Linked DNA regions of Mus musculus: regions 1, 2 and 4 are each linked to region 3. A link is a contact called in public HiChIP or PLAC-seq and promoter capture Hi-C data. All regions are on one chromosome and are shown on one strand. Each heading gives the region's core, a stretch centred on a gene start, on an enhancer-like site or on the middle of the called end of the contact. The rest is flanking DNA. Distances are from core to core; before and after follow the strand shown. Region 1 holds the start of Mbnl2 (muscleblind like splicing factor 2). Region 2 overlaps Dock9 (dedicator of cytokinesis 9). Region 3 holds the start of Farp1 (FERM, RhoGEF (Arhgef) and pleckstrin domain protein 1 (chondrocyte-derived)). Region 4 overlaps Dock9 (dedicator of cytokinesis 9).

Region 1 (6,347 bases), core at 1,273-3,772, 760 kb before region 3:
GAAACGGAGGGCTGGGAGGAAAAGAGGAAACAAGATGAAAGCAGTGTAAAGAAAAGAAATATGCCCTCAGGGCGCAGCTACTATTTCAAGAGTTAAGGATGTCAGTGAACAGAAGGACATTGGCAGGAAGAAACAAAGTAAAATGTTCTAAATATTCAGGTGGTAAACTCAACAGACTTTGACAATGGATTTCAGGTTACTGTTGGAGAGGGAAGTGAAGAAAAGTGTCAGGCTTTTGGCTCTTATAAATCAGTAAGTGTGACATCGTTTCTTGTGATACCAAATAACCAGCATGTTTGTGTGTGACTTCTTGTCCAACACAGAAATTACGCCAATGACAGACATCCTCTAGTGCAGCTCTGTCACACCAGCCTTTGTAGAGATGCTTTGTGCACATTCTCTTAATTAATGTAGGACACAGACCTAGCCTTCTAAAATGGCAAGATCAGCTCAGGCAAGCTAGCTACACAAGGCTGCATTGTTAGAGGCTTAAAATAGTCTGGGACAACGACCAGTACAGAAGCCTTTTGAACATGAGAGAGGCTGATGTGGGTGAGGCCGGCATAGCTGAAGAAATGGCAGGTGATCTGAGGTCTGTACAGTGTGTAAGGAGGGGAAGCGAACATGGGGTAGAGAGCAGGGAGCTTCATTTAGGAAAATGGCAGACTTAAAGTGGACTATAAAGGCAGGGGCCACATTTAGCAGGACCTTGAAAGTCTGTAATTTGGATTTTATGGAGGGACAGGTTTGAGTGTAAAAGGAACATGACTTTACATGACTTCAGAAAAACCTGTCTGGCAACAGGGAAGACCAGAACCGACGTGCCTTGAGGACCAGAGGCTATCAATTAGCTTTTGTACCATACAGGGAATAGGTCAGGGCTCTGGCCGAGCTGGGAGGAGAACACTAAGAGGCTTAATGTCTCTGGGTGAGAAATGGGCTTGACAGAGACTAAAGTCTAAGTAATAAGATTGTAAAAAATGGGGATTTCGTGTCAAAAGCAGGAGGAGCTGGGGAAGAAGGTAAGTTTGAGATCAACACTCAGGTATGTGTGCATAGGTGTATTAACAGTTTAAAAAGATTTCCACTTGTTTAAATGTAGCTAATTTAACTTTCCAGGAAAAACAAAACAAAACAACAGACTTAACCAAAGCCTATCAAAGATAATATTGACTAGAAATGAAAATCAATATTAGAGATTAAAGTGAAGAGGAGTAAAATAAGATATTCTATTGAAGAAAATTAGTCCACAAGTCACAAGAAATGATGTGTTTTAAGAACACAATTCCAAAATCTAAAAATACCAAAACCATTACATTCTGCCCTGTTACTCCATTCCAGATGCATTCGTTAAACAGTTGCAGAGAGAGAGAGAGAGAGAGAGAGAGAGAGAGAGAGAGAGAGAGAGAGAGAGAGAGAGAGAGGCTCAATCTTTCAGATGAATAGGATCTTTGTTCTTGCCTGTAGTTAGTCACGGGACCTTCATACTTAATTTTTAAGATGCAAAATGTTGTGTTTTGTGGAAGGAAAATGTGTGCTTATTGTGTTTTCTAAATGCCATATGTTTTTGTTTTTGTTTTCAAAGCATGCAGAAATGCTGTTGACTGAGAAGAAGAAAAAAATAACCCTTTCCGTTCTTTTTTTTCTTGCTTTATCTTAGGGAACCTCTGGCATCTGTGGGTCAACCTTTGTAGATTGAAAATGGAGGATGTCCCTTAGGTCAGTGCCATGTGTATTCAGCAGTAAACGCCCTCCAGCAGTCATTGCGGCACTAAAGACAGGATGGGCAACGTATGAGCATTTATCAAATGGCATCTAAGAAGGTTAAGACACAGTTAATCCCCCAGTGGGTGCCAGCCAAGAGCCTCAAAGCTTAATGTAGAGATATCAGTTCTGTCCTTCGGCATCCCCTAATTGAAGTCTCTAGTGCTCTGGAAACTTAGATGGAAAATATATGGGTTCCAGTAAGTAGCCACTGAAATGACAGCTCTCTAGAAAAGCTGTGTGCTGGGGCTTCAAGCATGGTCTGGTCTTCAGTGTGCAATCCAACTTGGCTATAGCCTCCCTCCGTCATGGAAATTGCCTGCAAATGTTTCGTAAGGTATCACTTTGCATGAAAAACACTGAATTGTCTCACAAACGAATGTGTACATCTATGTCAGTATGCTTCCTCAAACGCCCTAAGACTTTAGTTTGGGATCCAATTGGATTTCTTGGCCATCTTAGGAGTTTCGTGATTCCCGGAGTGTTTATGATGCAACTCCCAGCTACGGGCTGGGTGTCTCGAAGCGTATTTGTCTGAGCTACCCCTCTCTGTGCTCTGCCAATTATGTGCCACTTTGTCTCGGAGCTATGACTGCTTTCCTCGGAGAGGGAGATCCCTTTTCCATCAGTATGGACGCACTGTTTTCAGAGCCTGCCAGCGCTGTGTTGCTGTGTCAGTCATCCTATGAGGACCAGTTTCAGACGAGGAGGGCTGACGAGCTGGCCGGGGATTGGTGGGCTGAGCCTGGGCGGGGCCTGTGGGAAGGAAGGGCTGCAGCTCACAGCAACAGAGTTTAGACTGTCTTTGCTTCATCATCTGAAGGTAAAATTTTCCAGCCACGGCCGGCGGCTCGCAGAGTACAATAAACAGGGACGGAGAACTATTTGCATGGACCCCCCTTCCTCATGATGCGGTGGAGAAGCCACGGCCACTCGGTCCTGCCAGATGTTCTTGGGGTTACTGTACATGGGGAAGACGAGCAGAGCTAAACAAGGTAGGAGAAACAACCCCCCCTCCCCAATTTTTTTTTAATGTTTAAAGAGTTTGCTGCAGTATGCTGCATTCCATGTGTGTGCTTAGGGAAGCCAGGGAGACCGATTCCACTAATTCGAACGGAATACTCGCAGGAAACCCTGGAGTTTTACGTAACGTTTGGATTTGAGAACAAGAAACGGCAAAGCTGGAATCTACGCCGCCCGTTTAGGGTGAGGCATTAAAAAAAAAAAAAAAAAACCGAGGTTTTTATTTATTTATTTAAAGGACAGATTTGTTTATTATTATTATCTTTAATTATCTGAAAGATCCAGGCCAGGATTATCTTAAGATAATGGAGGTTTTTTACTGCCAGAGTGGGCTACAGAATAAAGTTTACGTGTTTCCTGTTCTTTGAAAACATACTTGAAATTAAGAATTTAAAAAAAAAATCTGCTTAAATAATCATCGGCTGAACGTTTGGGACGAAAATATGTCTGTTTCTTGGAAATTGGGGGCCACCCTGGTGCTACAGGGCAATGGCTTTAATTGAGTTTCAAAAGCACATTTTAAGCAGCACCAGGGCAGAAGAGGAAGCTTCCTGGCTAGTCTTAGACACTGTGGTTCAATGTTTACATTGCTTTTCCTGGCAGCCTCTGTCTTTGTTTCCAGCTTAAAAGTGGAACCATTATATTCAAAAGTAAGGCTGGGTTAATAATGCTTACTGCAATTATCTGATCTGTATGCATTTTTAATGAGAACACACAGCCAGCAGAATAATTTAATGAGAGCAGGCTAGCTTTTAAAGCTGGGCTCTCACTATGCCCAGCCAGATCAACTTTCTTGCCGAGAAGCAGCGGCTGGAAAGGGTGAAGCAGATTTATTTTTAACACACTTGGCCCAGGAGAAGGGAAGGCTTTCTCTGTGTTAAAGAATTCTTTCTGCCCTTTTCCGTTTTAAATTTCTGCCAGGCTGAGGAAACCGTGTTTTTTTTGTTAGGCCTTGGAAGCATGTGTTTACAATAAATGTGTAACATTTTTAGAATAGTTAGCAAGCACTGAAGCGAAGGGGGGAAAAAAAACTTGCCTAACTGCCACCTCCGTGAATGTTCTAATGTTCTTCAAAAAAGCCTTACTGTCTCTTTAAAAGACAAAGATTAAGTCGGAAAATGTCTATTAGGGCATTTTTATATTTAGGCAGCAACAAGGAACAAAAATTAAATGAGACATTTTATCATCTATGTAAGAGGAAGTTTCTTCCTCTCGTTTGCTCCGTTCTGAGGGAGAGCAGTGCTCATTTAAATAAGGGCAATGCCACGTACCACGGTTTTTACTTTCAAGGAGAAGTGCAGGACACTAGCCCAGAACTCCTGACGTCATCCCCCAACTATTTCTGCTGTGTGTTCTTCTATTCAGCTTGTGGAAAGGAATAGTTCTCTATGTCCAGGCCAGGAACATTCGAACTCCCAGTTGGCAGGACTTGAGTTATGTCTTCCCATTTAAACCCACAGCCCATCCATCCCCCCTCACAGGCCAAATAGGGCAACTTTGCCTACCTGCCTGTCTGCCCAGGTTTTCTGCAGGCTTCTGGCTTGGCTAGAGAAAAGCCATGGCCTGCCTCAGGGAGCCGGATTTCACTTTCTTTCTGGTCTAACTCGCTCTGTGTCGTGGCTCAGTAAGCCTTCCTGTGTGGCCTATCCCAGGGGGTCCCGTCCCAGGGGGTCCTATCCCAGGGGGCCCATTCCCAGCCCCCCTGGAAACTTTACCTAAGGCCCAGGTTATGCTACCAAGTTCAAGGTTGATTGGCTGGTGGGTGACAGCTGCTTTCATAGATACAGCACCGTGTCCTAAGGCAGATGGCTCAAAGGAAATAAAATACACTAGTCCCTGCTGTTAACCCTGTGACACAGGTGGCACTCCTCTTGCACACCCTTGATTGTACGGATCTGGAGAAAGGTTAGTGTTTATTGAGGTTCCTTTTAAAGAAAGAATTTGGGCTAGAGCACACTGCAGTTCCCTGGAGTCCCTACTACCAGCTGGCCCTCCTGCACCACTTACTTAGTGTGGCCTTGAGCAAGTGCCTACCTCAGTTTCTCTTCAGGGACCTAATACTTATTACACTTTCTCTCCTAGAATTCTAGGGACCTGTTTTGTACAAACAACAGTAACAAAAGTTGTTTGTCTCCTGGGACAATTCACTGTGTAAAGTACAAAGGGAAGGGGCCTCTGTGTGGAAACATTGTGGGCAATGTCTTGGGCTGTTTAGATATAAGGCTACAAAATACAAAACCTCCAGTCTCTCCGTTTCTTATAAATTTTCTAAAGATGCCTAAGCCACAAATGAAATTTCCAAGGAAGTCAAGGCATGGTTGTTAGCGTTTCCTCCATCCGTCTCACCTAATGTTCTAGAAGCTGCTGGGCAGGCCAACCTCTGCCAGCAGTGGGCTTCCTAGAGTTGTGCTGGCCTAAGTTTCAGTTCTGACTTCGCGTCTTGTAAGAAATCTATGAGTGTGGCGGAAAGGAGAGCTAAAACCCGGCGGAAGGGAGGAAAAGATGCTTGTGAAATATATTGGTCATGCGGCTCTACTGCTGAACAGCCTGCCTTCACTCTGCTCGTTGTTTTAATTTGCTGTTGCCATGGTGAAAACAAATCAATATCACATGGCTCCCAGCCAGTCCCAAGCTCTGGGAGCGCCATAGAGATCCAAGAGCAGGTACTCTGGATTTCAAGCAGGAATGGGGAGCGGGCGACTTGGATCCTGAGCGCTAGTAAATTCCTCCTGCAGAAGGAGTTGGGTCAGTCTGACACACATTTATCTCTTCCTTTCTTCTTGCATTCTCTTATCAGCAATGAAAAAAAAATGTGGGAAGAAAGGCAAGCTGACTCATTTACATTTTCCAAAATAACGAAACAGTAGCAGTGCAGAAGCTAGTCGGGGGCTTGCAGTGGTGAAGATTTTAGTTAATGAAGAGATGGGACTGAGGCGAGAGGGAGTTTTAGAAAACAGTTTGGGTGCCTTCAGCACCTCCACAGAGAGCTACCCCTGAGAGGCCCTTGGGAGGTTAGCAGCTACTGCTGGCCTGTCAGGCAAGCGATCTGGCAACGAGGAAGCAGGTGGGCAGTTTGGAGTGAGGTGTGTCAGAGACAAGGAAGCCAGTCAGGAGCCTGAGTCATAGCAGATCAGCAAGTCAGAAGTCCATCAGGTGAGCGCACGAGGACTCCAAGGTCACGACCCCACAGAGAACAGAACACTTCTTCCTCCTTGAAAAAGCTGCCGAGGCTCAGCCTGAAGGCCTGTGAGGCACGAAGGAAAGAGACTGCAGAAAACAATACTAATAGTAAAGAGCCAGGAGCCCAAGCTTCCTTTCTGGAAAGAACCACTCAACTAGAGAGAGGGATACTTGCCGCTTTGTGGACTTGGTATTTCCCTCCTTGGAGGATGAAGTGGGTTTTATCCGGGCCTTGGTGGATCAGTTTTGCTGCTGGTTTTGTGTGTGTGTGTGTGTGTGTGTGTGTGTGTGTGTGTGTGTGTGTGTTTTGTTGTTTGTTTGTTTTTTTTTTCTTTTTTGTCTGTCTCCATCATTTAGTTACTCCAGTTTTTGTTTTGTTT
Region 2 (6,481 bases), core at 2,147-4,646, 530 kb after region 3:
TGCTGCAGCCAGCAAGGGGCAGGGCCAACTCTCATGCGCTCATGACCTAGGGGCCAGCTCTCCTACCTGCTACAGGTGGTGAGGGGACAGGGGAGGTTCCTTTTTTATTTTTTTTTTTATTATTATTGTTTTGAAACAGCTCATGTATCCCAGGTTGGACTCATCCGCTTTTATACGGGTGGAAGAGTGAACACAGGGTTTCACACATACCAGACAAGCACTGTATCAATGGAGCCACATGCCTCACCCATGCGCCTTCCTCCTTCCTCATTTTTTACTAGTTCTTCCAGAATTTCATACAATGTTTCCCAAATGTAGACTAATGTTCATCACAGGTCCAATGCCCATCGTTTATGGAGCCAAAGAAAATATCATTTTAATTAGCCTGTCAGATGATACTGTGCAATCAAGCCCACTTAACTCCTGTGCTGTATTTATGGCACACATCATAAAAATTGTCATTTGTGGGACTGAACTCTGCACCACCAGTGCCTATAAAAAGGTATGACAGTTGTCTTGGGCTTTATTGTAGTGCTCATTAAAGGCAGATGTACACAGTAACCACCGCAACAGATGCAGAGAACCCAGGGAACTTTTCATAGCCATCCTGTCTCCGTTGCATTTACGTTATAAAGATCTCTGTCCTGCTTTTATTTCTAGTCTTTTCTAATGGACAGTCTAGCTCACCAAATGCACCTATTATTTCTTCATGTTCCACTGCTTATTAAAAAAAAAGCTAGACGAGAATGCATAAAAATAAGGCTTGTATAATTTCATGGTCACACTGACGTCGTCACTGTGAACAGAATGAGTTTGGGCAGATCAGAAGGAATAGGACCCGCTCCCCAGGATGCCATGGAATCTGTAGGTTCTGTATGTTAATTCATAAGCCAGTTAAAGCATCTCACATTTCAATGACTACCTTCTACTTTGTATTAATTTTTGCTTAAAAGGATCTTTTTACTACCAGGATGCATATTCTTTCACAGTCCCTGACATACATAGTCAGTAACCAAGCAGCTCTGAGAAGCAGGTTTATATTTTCCTCAGTGATGTTGGCAATACCAGGTGCCGGTAACTCCTTTGTGTGAGAGGTGTTGATGAGATTTATCAAAGCCTTGCATTTCCACAGATCTTAGGTCAGGCCCACCATGCATATTTCCCAAGCACTGCATCTCGCTGTTGCCATGGAAGCGCAGAGGGGACTGAAGGAGTCTAAGGAAACCGTTTCCCAAGGGGACTGGCTTTATTTTCAAAATACTCTACAGTGTATCCATTTGGGCCCTGCATTCATTCAGGTTTACCACGAATCTAAACTTTCAGTGAAGAAGTACAGCTGGCTTTTCTAGTTGCCACGGTCACACCGTGGAGACAGAGGATGACCGCGCCTATTTATTGTGGATCGTAAAAGAACACTAGGTACCTTTAATTCTGTTGCCTTAGCAATTATAGCATAATAAAAATCAGAAGTAAATTATGTTTGTTTTTATCAGGTGCAAAGGAAACTCCAAAAGGCAGTTCATATATCCAGAGATGAGTTCAACCTGGGCTATAGGTGCAGTGCTGACAGTCAGGTAAAAGCCAGCATCCCCAGGCCTGTGAAGCCGAGTCCCCTCTACTAACAGGAGTCATTTCCCTTAGCCCTGGTGGACAGACAGACAGACAGCTACGTGTGGCTGCACATCAGTGCTGCCTCCAGGCTCCCTCAGCATCACCAGTACCTGTTACACACTTGAAGTCCAGTCTCTGGCTGTCCTTATGCCCACCTACTGTCTTACTCAAAGTTCTCTAGAATTCTCTCAGGATCTCAGGTCTCTCCCTCTTTCCGCTGTTCTTTCCCACTTCTCAGCCCTGGCCACTGGTCATGTTCAGCCCACATCTTTCTCTCTCTGCTCTGGACTCTTCCAGATGCCTCTGGCCCCTCTCCACCCCTCTCTCATGTTCCCAGTTTCTCTACTGCACCTTCTTGAACACAGTTCTGAACCCATACAGACCCAGCATGTCTTGAATTCATCATCTTCCAGCATCTTCCTCCCAAGTGCTGGGATTACAGACGCATGCCGCAATGTTAAGAATCTACAACGATTCTGATATGATATTACAAGAAAATTTTCTCAAGGAGTTAAAAAAGTTGGAAGTGATTTTAAAAAGTTTCCATTCGGCCACTCCCCTGCCCCAGACATTTTAATCAAGCTCTTACTGTGGTGGAAGGGAGCGTGCTCGACACCAGGGATACAAAACCAAATCTACTCAAGTCAGGTCTTTGTCACCGGTAACTGCTCAGCCGATTTCTACCAAGTATGGGGAGTGCATTTTCAGTGGTGTTGTGCTTGAAGGCTCGGTCTGGATGGTAGGGGAATTTTAGGAGTTGGGGCATGGATGGGGAATGTGGGTCGCTAGGGAGAAGTTATGCTGGTAAACTGTGGTATGTTGTTGGTAACTAATTGAAAGCAGACTTTGGGAGTGAGGAGGGCTTGTCTTAGTCTCAAGTGTGTCTAGGGGAGGCTCCCCACCCCTACCCCGTGTCAGGGAGAAACGAGAAGAGCAAACAGCTATGGGATTAAAAATCTTGCATCCTTGAGAACAGCCACAAGCTAACCTGCTCCCAACAGAATGCCTGGGGTGGAAAAGAGAGGCTGGAATCTTTGTGGAGAGGAAGCTCTGCTCGGCCTGGAAACCTCTCAGCCAGGCACCCAGCGCGATGGAGGAGGGGGCATGGTTCCAGCGTGGGGCAGGGGATGGTTCCAGTGGGGGGCGGGGGATGGTTCCAGCGGGGCTTCCTTGGCCACTTCTGCTGGATGTCGCAGTGGCCTGATTCTCTCCCCACTGGCTATTCAAATTGTTTTTGCGGGACGTTCTAAGTGTTAAATATGTTAATATAATATAAAATGTATAATATACAGATATATTCTATCTATCTGGTGTCTGCTTCTTGCTATTTATCCTTTTATTCCTGCCACAAAGAAACAAGAAACACCCTCCCTACCCCCTGCACTCATTCAAAACCCAAAGCACTAATGCCACACGTTCTTTCCTCACGGAACACTAAGGATGCATCTTTGAAGCCCTGTGGGGACTGTCTGGTCCCTGGCCCTCGAACACCCTCTCTCTCTCATTCCCACCCACCATCGGGTGAACATTCTGCACCTCACATCCTTCTGCTGTGATGATTTGACCTCACTTTGACCCCGAAACAATGGAGCCCTTAGACCACACACTGATGCCTCTGCGCTGGTCAGTCAATCTCTCCTCCTTGTGAATGGTTTCCTCTCAGGCGTTTGCCATAGAGACAATAAAAGCTCAGGAATACAGACGGGTCTTGTTCAGCCGTGTGGTGGTGGGGTGGGGCGCATAAGGGAATACGCAAGCATTCTTAGCAGGCAGAACTGACACACTGGAGACTCAGAACCACCAGCTGGTAGAGATGTGTCACAGAACAGCAAATCCTGCTCTGTGTAGGAGACAGAACTGGTAGCGAGTTCTTGCAAGATGTCAGTAAGCAAACTCAGTAAAGAACTCACAGTTCATCAGGAACTCAGAAAAGTGGCATCCACTCAAATATGAGGGGAAGGGAAGACAGGCACACATAAGCTTAGAGTCCATCGGGAAGAAAAAAATGGAAAAAAATGCCTCTCTCTACCAGACAGCCCTGTAGGCACAGCTGTGGGGCATTTTCTTGATTAATGTTCAATGTGGAATGGCCCAGCCCATTGTAAGTGGTACCCCCAGGGCAGGTGGCCCCCAGGGCAGGTGGTCCTAGAGTATACCCCAAGAGCAGGCAGAGCAAGCCAACAAAGCAGCATCCCTCCATTGCTCCTTGCCCTAGAGACATGCTTGTTCTTGCCTCCAGGTTTCTGCCCTGCTTGAGTCCCTGCCTTGACTTCTCTCAGTGAAGGAAGTCAAGCCCTTTTCTTCCCAAGCTGCTTTTGGTCACAGTGTTTTTTCCCAGCAACAGAAACCCTAACTAAGACACATGATTTGTGAAGAACTGGCACATAGTTTGATGGGCTAGAGAACCCGCACCCGGTATCCGGGCGTGAGGAGCTCCCTCAAGGGAGACGCAGGATTAAACATACCACAGTGGCAGACTCAAAGTTTTCCACATGTAAGAAATTAGTCATCTAGTGAAGATAATTTCTAAAAAAGGTATCTTTTAAAAATGATTCACACCGGGCGTGGTGGCTCACGCCTTTAATCCCAGCACTCGGGAGGCAGAGGCAGGTGGATTTCTGAGTTTGAGGCCAGCCTGGTCTACAGAGTGAGTTCCAAGACAGCCAGGGCTACACAGAGAAACCCTGTCTCGAAAAAACAAAAAAGATTCACTTACATCTGCTCGTCTGTATGTCTTCCATGTGCAAGCACGGATTGAGAAGATTAAAAGAGATGCCCTGGAGCTGAGTTACAGGCAGTGTGGGTACTGGGGACTGAACCTGGGTCCTCCAGAGGAGCAGAAAGTGTTCTTAACCACTGAGTCCCAGGTGACCTGCCCTGGGGATGGGGGGACCACTTACGAGGGGCTGGGCCCTTCCACATTGAGCATTAGTCAAGAAAATTCCCCACACGCATGCCTATTGGACTGTCTGGTAGGGATTTAAATACAATTTTACTCTGTCTTAGACAACCTAGAAAATGAGGTGGTTTAAAAAAACAGAGCCTGAATTCAAATAGTTTATGATGTATCATAGGATGTAGGTAGTTAAATTCATTAGAGGAAAATCTGTTACGTGTGCACAGAAAGATGTCACATTCAACTGGAGCCTCCCCAGGGTGGCTAGGAATGGCAAGGTTTGATAAAATCAACAGAAATATCGTCACCAAAACACATTCACTGCCGTCACAAACTAGGGAAGAGTGTGTGAGCCACATTTACACCCTGAGGAACATTGGTTCACCCCCCTTTCTTGGTCAGGATCCATAGCCTATCAGCCCAAATGTATTTCTTACTGTAAAAAAAATGGTGATATATGCTACGATAAGCAGGATTACTGTAGGTTTTATCAAAAACAAACTAAAAGCAAACAGAGCAAACCTACGGCTTAGTGCTTAAGAGCACTGGCTGCTCTTCCAGAGGACATGGTTCAATCCTAACCACCTCAAGACGGCTCACAACTGTATGTAATTTCTGACCCCAGGGAATCCAACGGGCATGCACATGGTGCAGGGACATACATGCAGGTGAAACACCCATACACATAATAACACATCAGCACACTAAACCTTTTTCCTCATGGCATCAAGGCATTGGTGGAGAATTATTCAAACTAATGCTAATCCTAAACTTAGACAGTTACAGCTCCTCCATGAAGCAACAGGGCTTTGGACAGAAATCAGAGGCAGTAATCACAGATAGTTAAGTTTAATAGACCATATATATCAATATAAAATTACAAGGGTCATAAAACTAAGACATGCTAACTAAACACTTGAGCATATATATGAAATCCTAAGCAGAAATTCCATTTACTTTGAATCAGCAATCACTGTCCCTGGAAACCAGAAGGAAGCCACACAATGGGCAGAACAGCAGCCAAGCAAAATGCCGGATGGGCTTCCCACCATGAGCAAACACACACTAAGCTACTTCTCATAATTGTCGACATGCACAGGAACAGGCTGGGGAGGAGAGGTCTGTGTATCCAAGCACACATTTTATGGTACTAGACTAGACTTAAAAATCTCAATCCATAGCCGGGCGTGGTGGCACACGCCTTTTATCCCAGCACTCGGGAGGCAGAGGCAGGCGGATTTCTGAGTTCGAGGCCAGCCTGGTCTACAAAAAGTGAGTTCCAGGACAGCCAGGGCTATACAGAGAAACCCTGTCTCGAAAAACCAAAACCAACCAACCAAACCAAACCAAAACAACAACAAAAAAACTCAATCCATGAAATCTATAAGCCATTGAGGAAGCTTTAAAAAAACAAATTAGCCTGTTTCATCCATTGGGATGTTGTACTAATATAACTGAGGGTGCTGAGCACCTGTCTGTAGAAACATATCACTAATGGTGTGTGCACACACACCTATCACACTAATGGTATGTGCACACACATATGTGTGTATGTCACAATTAATCACACTAATGGTGTGTACTCTCCCACACCTGTGTGTATGTGTACTACAGTTAATCACACTAATGATGTATACCCCTACACCTGTGTGTATGTGCACAGTTAATCACACTACTGGTATGCGCACACACACACCTGTGTGTATGTGGACTGCAATTTCTCACACTAATGATGTGTACCCACACAACTGTATCTATGTGCATATACTGTGTGTATGTGCACTACAATTAATTCTCACACAAGAAAGCGCTTGTGTGTGATACTAACTTTTCCACATACATGTCACTTGTTCTGTCTTAGGATGAAATCAATGTAATCACTAAAATAGAGCCAGACACCATCTCCATATCTACTGCTCGGGCATAAATGAGTCTGTGAGCAGGCTGCGCAATGGTGTACTATCATTGCCTACC
Region 3 (6,953 bases), core at 862-3,361:
TTATTAATGCTGAGATAATAAAACAGCATGGCCAGAGCCTACAGGATGGCTCAGTGGGGTAAGGGTGCTTTGGTGCTCGGTACCAATCCTGATGATGCACATTTGATTCCTGGAACCCACTTGGTGGAAGGAGAAACCACTCCTACAAGTTGTCCTCTGACCTTCACATACATGCATGGTGGCATCTACATCCCGACATACAAAGACCCAATAAATAACTCTGAGAGCAAAACCAAACTGGTCATATCCTAGACACTCAAGTCAGTTGAACCAAACACTAAATGTAGAAAAAGGGGATCTTCGGTGAGGGTGGACTGGGGAAATGTTATGGTTTGCCTTTTTGGTACTATATTGCTTTAGTCATGGGACACAGCACATGTCTGCCAACACAGTCCCCGGACCAACCAAAATACATCACCCGGAATGTTTGAAACAGACCGATACAGAATCCGAACTGGGACAAGATTCCCAGGCGATTCCACAGCATCAGAGGTTGTTAGTAAAGCCAGGCTGCACACTGGGAATAACCTGTAATAACTTTAAACCCATCCATGTCATGTCCCAACCTCAGAAATCAGTCTGGCCACTGTCTTCTTATCCTGTGAAGAGACTCTGAACCTGTGGTCGGTTCCCCATTATAGCGGTTCTTAAGGTGTGATAATTGCTTGAATTTGCTTTCCTTTACTGGGCCTGGTGGTTCAGACCGAAATCCTAATGCTTAAGAGGTAGAGGCACGAGGACCAGTCTGGGCTACATGAGGAGACTTTCTGGGGAGGAGTGGGAGAGGAATTTAAAATCGAGTGCTGCTGCTCTTGGTGGCAGTTTGACCACTACACTTAAGAAAATTACTGGCTGAAAATAGCTCACCCATACTTGTAAAGCCACACACAGTTTGGCCACAGAGCTAGCTTCCAACCCACCCATGATTCTCTCTAGCAAATCGCCCAAGGCCTGTCTGGTTCCCCAGAGGCCAGAGGGATTTTGCAGCATGCAAGAAACAGCCCCAACCCTCCGCAGACTGCTTTTGACTCCCATGACTTACAGGTGCCCCTCTCTGATAATCAAGCTTTCATGTCTTCAGCCTCCCTCCCTAGCCACAGAGACAATTTCACTTGGTTAAGTTCAGTTGTAGCTCCGTTGTAGTTGCGACTGAGGTCAGTGAACTCCTCCAGGGTGGAAAATGACCGGAATCTGAGCCAAATTGGCTCTAGGGGCGGGTCCACACTAGCCTCTGGATCCGGCAGAACAAGGCTTTCCTGTGTTCCATACGGTCAGTGGCCCAAGATCTTTCCCAGACAGAGACAGGGAAGAAGGACGAAGGAAAAATGGCACCTAGTGGGTGGGGATAGTGATTGAAAGTCACCTAGTATCGTGGGCCTTCTGATCATGAATCTTCCGACTATATCACCAAGTTCTGGGGGAAAAAAAAACGGAATCAAATAACTGCAAGTCATTCTAAATCTCGCCACACTAAGCAGGGCATTCTGCTGTCCCTGGTCGGAGAGAGGTGGGGTTGGGCACTGTCCTGGGATTCGCTCAGGTGGTGGGCACTGAGCCCGAGCAGCATCAGAGGTGGCACCTGTGTCTCTGGCATTGAATACCGCGCCGCTTAGGGTGGTGCCGGAAGCCTGCGCTAGTGGCCTGGAAGGGGTGGGGGGCGGAATTCGTGGGTCTTTGTAAAACGCTTTCCACGTGATGTCGTAGTTCTCTGTCAGGCTTCCAAAGGCGACCTGCGGAGTCAGTGCCACGAATCTCCCTCCGGGCCTCCGCATCCCGCTGGACACCAGCGACTAGCGCTCGCGTCTCCGCGGTGGCGCTTCTTCCCGCTCTTGGCTTGGTGGTGCAGCTCAGACACCAGCTCTTGCCACACGCCCAAGTAAGGCACAGCTCCAGGGTGGCGTGGCCCTGCCCACGGTCCACCTTTCTGCGCACCTGCCTCCGGGGCGGGGCGGAGCGGGGCGGGGCCGCTGTGCGGGCGCAGGTCACGGCTCGGACGCTGGAGGGGGCTGTGGCTCTCCGCCGTCCCCAGGCTGTGCCCAGGCTCCCCCTGCCGAGGGCTCGGCCCAGGCCCTGGGAGGGGCAGTGGTGGCCCTCATTTCCCGCTCAACAGCCTCGGAGGCGGCTGGTCCCGGCGCGGGCGCAGCGGCTGCGGGGAGCGGGGAGCCCGGAGAAGGTGCGGGGCGGGGACGCGGCCACCGCCCGCTCTGCGCCGCTCCTCCCCACGCGAGTGGCGCTCGGGCCGGGCGTCGAGGCGGCCGCGGCGACCCGGAGCTCGCTCCCCACCCACCCCGCCTGCTCCGCCCTCCCCTCCGCCCCGCGCCACCTTTGATGGCTCGGACCTCGGCCGGCCGCCGCCTGCCTAGCTCGCGCGCCCGCCGCCCGCGGGGACCCCTCGCTCGCCGCCGCCGCGCCCTCGCCAGCCTTGCAGCCCGCAGCCCGCAGCCCGGACCCGGAGCCACCGAGGTAGGAGGCGTGCGGCGAACAATGACCGCGGCGGGAGGGCGGCCGCCTGGGTGGACCGGGCCGCGGCGGCAACTTGTGCGAGTCCCCGCGCTCGCGGCCCTGGGCGCCGGCCGAGCTGGCTGCGGAGTCCACGGGAACGGTCCTTTTTGTAGCCGGCGGCCGCAGGCCCCGCAACAATAGCAGAAGCCACGGTTCCTCGGGCACCGGTGGAGCTCACCTCCGCGGACCTGGGCTGCGGGGCTCTGAGCTCGTGGGTTCTCCCCAGCTTGGCTTCCTCTCCTTGGGCGCCCCTCCCCCGCTTCCTCCCATCCCACCCTGCCGGGTGACAGCGCCCCCGACGCCTCTTCCGGACCTCAGGCTGCAATCTCGGCTCTGGAGGTCCGTCTCCCGGCAGCACGGGTGCCGCCGTGCCGCCGGGTCACTGCATCTCGCCCACGGGCGGCGAGAACCTCCCGGTGGGTGACAAAGAGGAACACGCCCTCTTAAGTTAGATCTTGTTTCTCTTTACTCTCTGCCTTATGGAGGGGGAAGTTTCCCCCTCCCTTTTTAAAGCACAGGATATATATTATTATTTTTGTGTGGGGGGACGGGGAGTTCAGAACTTCTGATTGTGATTTTTTACGATTTAAGTTCGGAAAACTTTAGCCTTGTGATCCATCCGGACCCCGGTGAGTCTTAGACCTAGGGGTCGTGGAGGAGTACCAGATTCCTTGTTGGGACCCGGAAACCACGGCTGGCAGGGATTTTCTAGAGTCCCCCTAGAAAATAGGGAGGTAGGGCTCACAAAGGAACGAGGTTTGAGACGTGCTGGTGAAGATGTGGGAGCGAATAACTGCCTCTCATCTGGAACAGTTTACCAGGCTCAGCTTCTCCTCCCCTCCCCGGCTCCGGCTCCGGAGTTCAGTGGCCTCCGGCTGTTTCATTTATTTTTGTTTCAGCCTTCCTCCGTGCTAGTTTACCGCGTTTGACAACCTTAAACCTGGCCCCTGCCCATGGTTTACCCTCCAGACTTCCAATCCCTCCCTTAGTAGGCAGCGTTTTCTGACCATAACCTCGACCCAACGATGGGCCATGTTTAATGTGCTTTGCACGTGGGGACTTGGCCAAGCCCACTTCAGAACATTCCCCTAGCGTTGTCTTACTTCTCTTTTTCTATCTGAACAAGGAATGGAGAAAGAGGGGGAAAGCCTTTTGGATTATGAAAGCTTTAGTTGAGGAGTTGCCTTTAAAAATTGGTTTGGTGTTTTGAAAGCTAAGGTGGGGCCCTTTTCAAATCCCTGTCGTCTTTCCCCTCAGCCCCACATTTCTTGCTGGCATCTTAGCCTCAGCTTTTCAGGTGGGTGGGTCTCTGAAAATGCACGTCTTCCGTGGGTCTGGCATCCACACAGCCCACTTTATATTCCTGCAGCATCGGTCTGCAGCAAGACACTAATATTGGACCTTCTCCAAGCACAACGAAACGTTTGTGTTTTTAGTATGTCTGGCTAATAGCTCTGCTTCTGGGTAAAATAAATAGAAGCATTATTGGGCAGTGACTGGTCTACTGGGGGAGTCGGTGGAGTAGATAGTGAGCAGATGTCTGCCAAACCCACAGGAAGCTAGAAATACTTGGTCATCGATGAGGTAACTACCTTCTCATGGTGTGTGTGGGGGTGGGGGTGTGTGCAGAACTGTAGTGTGCTCCTCTGACTTGGGATATGCTGTTAAGATTTAGGAGTTCTGTAAGTTGGAATCCTTCTGAAGTTAGATATACGATGTAAACATCCCCCTCTGCACCCCACTTCCTTCTGTGATAGGATCTTAGAGTGTATCCCTGATTGGTCTCACTGGAGATCTTCCTGTCTCAGTTACCCCGAATGCCAGGATTATAGATAGGTGTGCATATCATGTCTATTTTTAGTGTACTTTTCTATACTGATATTCTCTTATTGGGTGTCAATACTAGGATATTCTTTTGGGACAGTTTTTTGTCTTGTTTTTCATCACATTATCCAAGAGACAATATTTAAAGATGAAGCTTTTCAATATTAAAAGTAATATTGAAAAGGACAAGGAGGTATGGGGCCACATAATCCTAGTGTCCTGGAGGCAGAAGGAGGGGGCTCATAAATTCAAGGCCAGCCTTAATTCCAATCTCAATAACAGAAAGGAGGGGGTGCGGGGAAGAAAGCCTAGTCGTTAAATTCACTTGGGAAAATGAGTGGATGTTGGAGAACTCTAGATAGGAAAAAGAAAACCTGAATTTTTGCGTGCTGGTTTTACTTTGGAGAACTAGCCTGGTAATACTCGGAGAGGATCAAGAAGATTGTGACTCTGTAGACTTAGTGTTTCCCTGGCATGATGCACTGGCCATCTTAAACCAATCTTTTTTGTCTGACTTTGCTTGCTGCAGACAGTGGTTTAGCACTTTTGAGAACTCCTCTCTAAAAGAAGATGCTACAGTGCAGAGAGGCCTCCACAGCCCTGTGTCAGAGTCCTGGGAGTCCTTTCTTGCAGGACCTCAGTAGACTGTAGGTCTTCTGGCTGTGTTGGTACTTCCTGTGGTTTGGTACTTTTGATGAAAAGGAGCTGTAAGCTTACTTAGCGGAGTGTTCATCCTGTGTTCTGTCCCTAGCCTCCCAATAAACCAGGCGTGGTGGCTCCTGCCTGTAATACTGGTCCTCTGGAGGTGGAGGATCAGGTGTTCAAGGTCACCTTTGGTTATACGTGCATAATGAATTTGAGGCCAGCTGGGATTACACACACACACACAGAGAGAGAGAGAGAGAGAGAGAGAGAGAGAGAGAGAGATATCTCCCAGTAGATTCTTGAACATAAGTGGTTGAACTGCTTTTCCTTGCCCTTTAATGGCTGACATTTACGCTGTGGCATTACTAGATTGTAGTCCTCTAGCCCTCTGAGACACAGGTTTGACTGTAACCCTCGTTAACCACTTCCATGTGGCCAAGGTAAGAGCCAGATGGTTTCCATTAAGATGACTGGAAATGCCAACTTCTCTAGCCACTTATGGCGATTACTGCTTTTGTTTTTAAATCAAAAAGCCCCCTGGGGGAGGAATGATCATTTCAATGAGAAGAAGCGGACTTTTAGTGGAGATAGCCTTCCCTGTTTGAGTCAGTAGACACTGTTATGGAAGGGATGCTTCGAACAAAGTATATGATTGATACATTGTTTAAATACGGTTTTCTGAGCTTGCTACTTGTGAAATAAAGGAAGGACCAGCCATGACATTGGGTGCATGCTCATGAAATTTCAGTGGTGTTTGGATTCTGCTGTGGTATAGAAATTACAGACTGCAAGGTTTGGAATTAATGTGTGATTCATCATTTACATAGAATTTTATGTGCTAACCTGTCACTTGTGCATACATTAAAACAAAAATGCCACAGGCCCAACTAGGTCGCCTTTAATGAACTCTGCCATATATCAATAAACCCTGTATAGCAGTAGTCACTTTGTTTATCCTGAAGACTTTTGGAGAAATGCTTCTCATAAAGGTGACTTATTATCAACCTCAGAGGAAGACTCAGAAGTCAGAAGTCCTTTCAGCTTTTCCTTCTCATTCATTATTTCCAGAGCTAGGCTAGTGCCTGGAACATAGCAAGCCCTTGGTAAATATTTGTTGAATGAATAAACATGCCTAGCTTTTAATGCTCTTTTAAATTAGTCCCTGGATTTTTTTTTCTTTACTTTTTTCTTTTTTTTTTTTCTTTTTCTTTTTTTAAAATGGGACACTTGACCTTAGCATGGATAGGTTGCAGTTCTGGGAGTATGAGAATTTGGTATTTGACTTTATATTCACTCCATTGTAATTGAGCATTTTGGTCCTTAAAACTGGCTGATGTGCGAAAGGCACACTCATTTTTTTTTTTTTTACATGTACATAAAAGTGATGGAATGAAAACATGGGGACAATAAGACTTACCTGTGGCCCACCACCTCTTACATCAAATAATTGTGTTAATATTTTGGCACTCTTTAAACCCACTCTTTCATCCAGTTGCTTCTCCAACTGGAATGGATGCTCCCTCCAGTTCTTGCCCACATAAGGCAGCTGTGCTCTGCACTGCTTGTACACAGAGGCTTCTCGGATTGTTTTCCTTCCTGACAGCACTGCCTCCTGGACTTCCTATAGCACATCTGTCCACAGTCCTCCCTTTTCTTATAGGACCTGGGTTGTGATACCAAGATGTGGTATCGAGATCTATCTTGGGCCACCAGGTTGTCTGTGAGTTTGGTGTTCATGAACGGAGCTCCTAAGGACATCTGTAGAAAGGTGTCTGTGTGGAAGTGTGTTTTCACCGTTTCTGCTGAGCTCGGGAGGTGTTGAAGTGTCATCTGCTTTCTAGGGGTTTGTCCTGTTTTATACTCCCACCTGCCAGGCTCTGTGACTCTTTTTTGCCTGCACTTGGAATTGTCACATTTTTCATTTTAGCCCTTTAGAGGAACGTGGAGTAATAGTGTGAGGTGGTTTTGTTTTATATTCTCCT
Region 4 (6,535 bases), core at 445-2,944, 550 kb after region 3:
AAAGCCTGGAAACAGAGAATCAGAACTTAACGTGTTGTTTTAAAACAGAATCGATGTGCCAGGCTACTTACGTGTTAGAATTATGTATACATGTACAGAAATACGGTAACGACAAGATTTCTCTAAGCTATCACACCATGCCTAGCCATGACACCATCTTGGGACTAGCAAGACAGTGGATAAGGGGAGGGTAATGAGGTGGGTATTGGGGGTAGGTACATATATGAGCACAATATAATGGTATACTAGGACATTATTTGAAAGTCACAAAAATACCATTACTTCCACTAGGGGGCAATAGTGTGTTGCAGCACTGTGAATTCCCTCCACCTTGCTCAGCCTGTAGGAGCAACAGGAAAAATGTCAAGAAAAAAAAAATGTCGAGAGTGACATTTTTAGATAGCAAGCTGAGGGCTGGTTTGGGAGTCTTCAGCATTCACAGATCAAATCTGTAAAATTTTCAAGCCACTATCATGCCTACAGTAAGACTTGTTTTAATTTTGTAACAGTGTTTGTGTGTGTACAAGCATGCGTGGAAGCAGAGGTAAGCTCTCAGAGATGTACCATCTCAGATATGTTAACAAATGGCATGTGGCTTTATGAGGGGCCAATATACTTTATGTAAAAAATATAAGAAGTGGTCAATAGTCAGTTGTTCCCATTTAACTGCCAAGAAGTTTTCCTCACAGCAAGGGGTATAGAGTAAAGTATATTCTATGGCAAAATGATGTACAGTTTGCTGGATCCTGTAACTTCACATACGGAAAGAGTCATGTTCAGAGTTGTTGGTGGCCATGGTCCATGAGGTACAAGGTCACCCGTGAATAACACGGCACCGGCTTGCCTTCTTTGAGGAATGCCACAGAGTAAGTGCCAGCTGGCTCTGAAATGGTCCTAAGTATGCAGCCCCACACTGTGAAGACACCCAAAGAGCGCGGTACACATAACTGGCTTCAAGCAGGGACTGCCCCTTTCATCGTACATCTGAGCCAGTCCAGGTGCAATAAACGGACAGACCATCTCAGATGACCTATTAAGATGCACTGTTTTCAGAAATGCTTGTGTCCCACAGGCAGCATACACTGTGGATTCTCCAGGGATTTAGGGAACGCACAGGCAGCCAGGCCTACAGAGGACGGATTGTCACAGGCCTCTGCTGCCCCCTGCTGGCCTAGCTGAGGTCTGACAAAAAGGGAAGAAATGGCCATGGAGAGAAGTTCACCCCAGCCCCTGTGTCTCCCTGGCAGGCTGCTCACTTATGTTGGCTAGATTAAGAGAAGGCATTGTGCTTACAGCTGTGTAAGTTTCTGTTTTGTTTTGTTTGTAGAGGGGCATGCATGGCCCCAAGCTTTCACTGAATATCTACGTAGAGATGAACAGGTATATATGCATACATATGAGTCATACACATTGTACACATGATAGATACAGGAAGATATTCTCTTAGCATGTTTTTGGCCAGGTTCCATGTGCTGAAACAGAGGGTGGTGGGAAAGGGTAAAAGCCACCTCATCAGAACCAGAGGTCAGGAGAAAGACTGAGTCCTGGAAGACACAGGCCATTCAGCTATGGGAGAACAACCTCACAGGAGGAGGGACTGGAGAGACACAGGCCAAGGGGAAAGGAGTCAGAGAACATGGCTTCCTGACCACGCAGGAGGACAGGATGCCACTGAGAACTGACAGAGGAAGGAAGGAGGCAGGGTACCAGCTTCTCCATGGACTGCAGGAAGGCAGAGGAGAGAGCAGCCCAGCTCACAGGGCTGTTCTAGCTGCAGCTGGCTGTCTCTGGCTCCTGCTGCGGCGTCCATCTACAGCAGGGGGTCGACAGTGACTATGTCTGAGATAGGGCCCCCATCTGCTTGTGTGAAAATCCTCCACAGTGTCTGTGTAGTAAACTACTCTGTTATATAGTCCAGGAAGAAGGAAATCTAGCAGTGTGGCATGTGTGCCACAGGACGGGGGGTGGGGTTGGGGGTGGGGGGGAACCTTGGTCTACCACGGAAACAGGGAATGAGAGCAAAGGTCACGAGACCCTGGGCGTACCCTGCTTTAACTTAACCTCTCATTCATCGAGCTAAGAGACAGAGAGTTGAAAACACAAGTACTGCAGCCCCAAGTATGCGGTAGATGTGCAGGCTACCACTAAGTGTGAGAGGTTCTTTCTGCCTCAGCCCCAGAGGCGGCTGCCGACAGGACCCTGGCTTAAGTGAGACGTCTCTGCTATGTTAAACTTTGTTGGTGAAGTGAGGGAAGCTGCTGTATTCGTTTGCTGCTTTATCTTATGGGCTTTTTGAGACAGAGTCTCACCGTGTAGCCTTGGCTGGCCTTGAGCTAGCCCACGGAGATCCATCCCTCTCCCTCCGGAGTGCTAGCGTTAAAGGCGTATGCCGCCACACCTGACATGCTGCTGTGCTTTTCTGCACTCTCACTTTGTGTTACCTTTCAACCACACGGTGGTGGGGGTGTTGTTTTTATACTGAGTCTGCATGAAGAAAAAGGCATGACAACCACAGCGGGTTAGAGATGGTGGGAAGAACTAATAACCATGTATTAAAGACAGTGCTGGGGATGAGAACACATGATTTTCTAAGATCTCGCTACGCCATGCTTGGAGAGAGAAGGACGGCTTTGAGAAAGCAACAGGGATGGAAGTCAGACTCCGAGGATGACTGTGTTAATTGTTCACGCGCAGCGTGGCTGGTGCTTTTAGGCTTTCTGCTTTGAGAAACCCTCAGGAAGATTCGAACTCCAAAACGTCTAGCAGGAGCACATGAAGGTGTCTGGATGACTGAGAGAAACGAATTAAAAAGATGGACCCTCGTACTAGCAGACCTCTATGGTGAAGTTAGGCAAGCCCTGCAGTTAGGCAAGATGAATGGAAAGGTCTTGTTTGCAAGGGAAGCGGCCCCAACCTGATTAAGTCTTACCATTGTCTACAGAAATCCCAAGCACACTTGATATCTTTCTCACACTGAAAACACAGAAAAAGTCACTTCGTTACTGGATGCTTTCCACACCCTCACAAATTGATTCACGGGCTTAACGGTCTCTTGCGGGCGGAACGTCAGAATGTGGGCACTCAACCAATTACATGCACCGAGCGAGAGAGGCAACCGAATCTGACCCGGATGTGCCAGGAGGGACAGCAGAGGGTAGAATAAAATGAACAAAAATACGAGCCAATGTCTGGCCACGGAATCTGCTGCATCCTGCCTGAAGTTTGGGCACTTTGAGACGGGTGCTGTAGTTGATTTGGCCCCACATTCTGCTACCCCCCCACTGCACAGGACTCTCCTCCAAGGAGGGAACTCTTCTTCCTACTTGTTTGGCTCTGGAAGAAAAATCAAGTTGGTGACGCGGTACAGTGTGGCAGGGGCTCTCCCTTCTGAGATGGCTTGGCGGTTACGATGGTTTGGCGTGGGACTTACTGTGGTTAAAAGTGACAGAGTTATCCAGGCTGCCCAGCTGCTGCAATCTGGCATGCATCATTCCTGTTCTGTTACGGGAAACAGGCAATGTCTGAGACTTTCGATCATGACCTATGGGTCCCAACCCCTCCTGGTTCCTGTAACATGAGTGAAATGGGAAAGAAGCAACGTTAGACGCGTTACACCAAGCGAGGCGGGAGAGTTAGTGAAGCTGGAGCGTTGTACATGGGGCAGTCAGGCTACATGCAGCCATGTGGCCAGGGACAGACAGCCAGCAGCTCCAACAGTGCACAGCAAAGCCACTAGGCCTCGAAGCAGCAAGATCGAGCCAAGGCAGAGTCTCTCTCGTTCTGAGAAAGTACATTCATTAGGGATGCAACTTTTCAGAGAACCTCATTCCAGTATGGAGATAACAGTATTCTGACAACTAAGAAAACACTGCAAACCTCCCTGAATTACATGTGGCAAGAGCAGACTATTATGCCAATTGAAAAAAAAAACCAAACCAGTTCACCAAAAGAAGCAGAAGACACACATGCAATGGCAGGGGTTAAATGAATAAGCTGAACACCTATGTCTTACCCAAGCAGGAGGCAGTGTCACACACTTTGTTAAACTTGTCAAGCAGTCAAGTAGAGAAAACAGAAAAGTATCTGGGTTAGCAATCAGATAGCTCACTTCCCTATAGTGTACCGTTGCCAGAGCAGACAGAACCTGACTGGAGAGCAGGATACCTGTCCCCCGTCCCGGAGCCAACCAAGCCCCTCACTGTGTTACTGTGTGTTCAACAGGAACATGCAATGGACGACCGTCAGCTGCATGCTGTGGGGTGACTTTCCAGTGAAGGAGAAGGCACAGTGTTCACACAACTGCGCCGTGCAGGGCAAACACTGACAGTGTTCATGTCATGGTTCATCATCTCGGTCACATGCAGCGGAAACCATGACAATTTTTTATAAAGCAGGACGGATGTTTCCACAGTGCCAGGGACAAAGAAAACACCGCCTCTGACCCTTCTCCCCCCCCCCCCCCCCCCCCGCCCCCAGCCCTTCTTAAACAGCCCACATTCTATGCAAGTGTATACAGGGGCTTACAAAGTGACAAGTTTCCCTCCAAACGTTAAATTTGTATCTACTGTGGGGAGGGAACAAAAGAACTGCTTTACAAAGTATTCTAAAATATTTTGTCAGAGAGGAAACTGTCAGCTTCCCACATTCACCAGCTTGAGCTCAGGCTTTTTATCCTACTCTGCAGAACATTCTCCAGGCGCCTTGCTAAAATGTAACTGGCAGTAACTGCTGAGAAGGCATGGAGCTCTGTGGTGATTAGCAGCTGTACAGCTTGCCCATCATCACAGGGCAGTATGAGAGTGGAAGTAAGACATGTCTACTGGCATAGAGGCGCCTTGTATATACTTGCATTTGTGTACTGGAAACAAACATAAAATCACTGTGGTGATGAAAACTCCAGGTTAAGACTAAGAAACTTAAAAATTACATTTTAGTTAAAACAAAATAAGAGGAAAAGGCAAAGTGATCTCGATAAATTTGTTTCTTTAAAAAAAAAAAAAAGAGGACACAAGCTTTCATTTCATGATGTAAAACATGATCCTGAAAAGTTGTGATCTGTCCCCCCCGGGGGGGGGGGGGGCGGCAGTGCCGGCATCTAAGCCAACCGCACTCAAATACAGTGTCTGCTAATGTCCGTTCTGTTTCACTGCTGTGAACCATAAGAAAACACACTGCAATTAAAACTAAACTTGGCAGACTTTCTTAAAACAAATGTAGCTTACTTATAATCAAACCGTTAAAAACACTAGACGACTAGGATGCTTCTGACCTTCCCCACCCCTCCCCCTTCCCATCCCGACACAGAAGGACACACAGCAGATACACAGGGCGTCAGGGCAAGGACTGGTAATGATAAGATGTTCAGGGAGGAAATGCCCTAGGAATGGACCTGTCTGGGCTTATGTCTGTGAGGAACCTGCAGCTCTCCTGAGACAGAAGGGAGTACAGGCCAGGCCAGGGCAGTGGGGAGGGAGACATAACATTCTAGAGAGACAAGGACACACTGACTGGTCAGAGTAAGAAAACAGAGTTCCATTTTAAAGGCCAGTAAAACTCCATACAAATCTGCGACAGGATAATAACATCCTCTTAATTATTGGGGGGGGGGGGAGAGAGAGAGAGAAGCTAAGTGAGAATCAGCAGGTTTGTTTGGGAGCAGGGACAAGAACTCACTGAGGGAGAAGCATGGAGAAGAGAAAGAGATGTCCAAGAGTGTTAGGATTTGGAAATCAATGAAGAAGGAAGTTAGCAACAGTACAGCCAGTCAGTCTGAGAGGGGACCATGAGACAAAACCAGACAGAACGGGTGTAGTAATGCTGGCGACGGAAACGACCGGACTGGACTCCGTGGTAGCAAGCTAAGGTCGCCAGCACTTGCCAATCACCACAGTCGAGCATTACCACACAGCCTCACAGAAAACGGCCTGGACATTTCACAGGATGGCCCACAGTACCTGGCTATGTATCGCTTCCCCATGTACTGGAACTGGTGCAGGCAGACCCTGCAGACAAATGACAACCATTAGAGAGCGCGCAGATAAAACTGTGCTCAAGCCACTGGTTGAAGCCTATTAGCAATATCGAAAAAAGGTATGGATGGCTAGCTCGTGGCTTTCAGGAATCTTCTAGAAGGTCATTCTCCACCCACAGGAAAGCATTAACACATCAGGGGAGGCCCACGTGTGTGGCCATCAGAATGGTGGTCGTGGATGGATAAACAGAAGAAAAGTAGTCACTCACTCAGGGCGGCCAGACTCGCTCCAGGGCAGCGTGCCTCAGAAGGTAGCAGGCCTTCCACGCCACTGAGAGTTAACCCATCCTCGTATGAGTCTATGCAAGGAACTCTCTCTTTTGGCTCAAGTGTGTGGAGTGGTCCCTTCACTGGCATCAAATATAAAACTCTCTTGCTTTGTTTTAAGTAGAACTACAAAACTGAATCTTTAAAACCCATACGTCTTAATAAGAGTTAGCTAACAGAACGAGTTGTCCTGGTTGACTGCCAATCGTGGGAGCAGTCATAGACTAAACCACTCCT

Evidence for each region. Promoter capture Hi-C pulls out the DNA fragments that hold promoters and counts their contacts. HiChIP or PLAC-seq counts read pairs in DNA pulled down with a chosen protein or histone mark.
Region 1: a contact with region 3 is called in a promoter capture Hi-C map of cranial neural crest. The contact joins the promoter of Mbnl2 here to the promoter of Farp1 in region 3. A contact is called at or near these places in 2 of 39 promoter capture datasets (cranial neural crest and liver).
Region 2: a contact with region 3 is called in an H3K4me3 HiChIP or PLAC-seq map of forebrain, with 4 times the contacts expected there. The contact joins the enhancer-like site here to the promoter of Farp1 in region 3. A contact is called at or near these places in 7 of 39 promoter capture datasets (the 3T3-L1 cell line, 3T3-L1-derived adipocytes, cranial neural crest and 3 more), 1 of 484 Hi-C or Micro-C datasets (adipose-derived mesenchymal stem cells) and 4 of 115 datasets of contacts at active chromatin or transcription factors (T-cell acute lymphoblastic leukemia, embryonic limb bud, forebrain and 1 more).
Region 4: a promoter capture Hi-C map of liver shows a contact between it and region 3, with 5 times the contacts expected there. The contact joins the enhancer-like site here to the promoter of Farp1 in region 3. A contact is called at or near these places in 8 of 39 promoter capture datasets (the 3T3-L1 cell line, cranial neural crest, embryonic stem cells and 4 more), 5 of 484 Hi-C or Micro-C datasets (the N1E-115 cell line, Sertoli cells, adipose-derived mesenchymal stem cells and 2 more) and 4 of 115 datasets of contacts at active chromatin or transcription factors (T-cell acute lymphoblastic leukemia, embryonic forebrain, embryonic limb bud and 1 more).

What each region holds. Positions count from the first base shown.
Region 1 is chr14:120,273,147-120,279,493 of GRCm38.p6, forward strand. Mbnl2 (muscleblind like splicing factor 2) reads left to right here and starts at 2,523. Exons shown (of 8, transcript NM_207515.2): 1 at 2,523-2,759. The region is part of intron 2 of Gm52122 (a long non-coding RNA gene); the gene reads right to left.
Region 2 is chr14:121,563,690-121,570,170 of GRCm38.p6, forward strand. The region is part of intron 46 of Dock9 (dedicator of cytokinesis 9); the gene reads right to left. Among named protein-coding and RNA genes, the nearest start is that of Slc15a1, 62 kb to the left of the region's middle. Within about 2 kb of position 3,397, at least 53 of the 459 cell types and tissues checked have an H3K27ac peak or open chromatin away from gene starts, as enhancers often do. A contact at or near this core is called in embryonic limb bud and forebrain, where this site is marked.
Region 3 is chr14:121,033,463-121,040,415 of GRCm38.p6, forward strand. It overlaps Farp1 (FERM, RhoGEF (Arhgef) and pleckstrin domain protein 1 (chondrocyte-derived)), which reads left to right and starts at 2,112. Exons shown (of 27, transcript NM_134082.3): 1 at 2,112-2,463.
Region 4 is chr14:121,588,382-121,594,916 of GRCm38.p6, forward strand. Dock9 (dedicator of cytokinesis 9) reads right to left here. Exons shown (of 54, transcript NM_001081039.1): 37 at 5,955-6,002; 38 at 3,431-3,567. Among named protein-coding and RNA genes, the nearest start is that of Slc15a1, 86 kb to the left of the region's middle. Within about 2 kb of position 1,695, at least 44 of the 459 cell types and tissues checked have an H3K27ac peak or open chromatin away from gene starts, as enhancers often do. A contact at or near this core is called in liver, where this site is marked.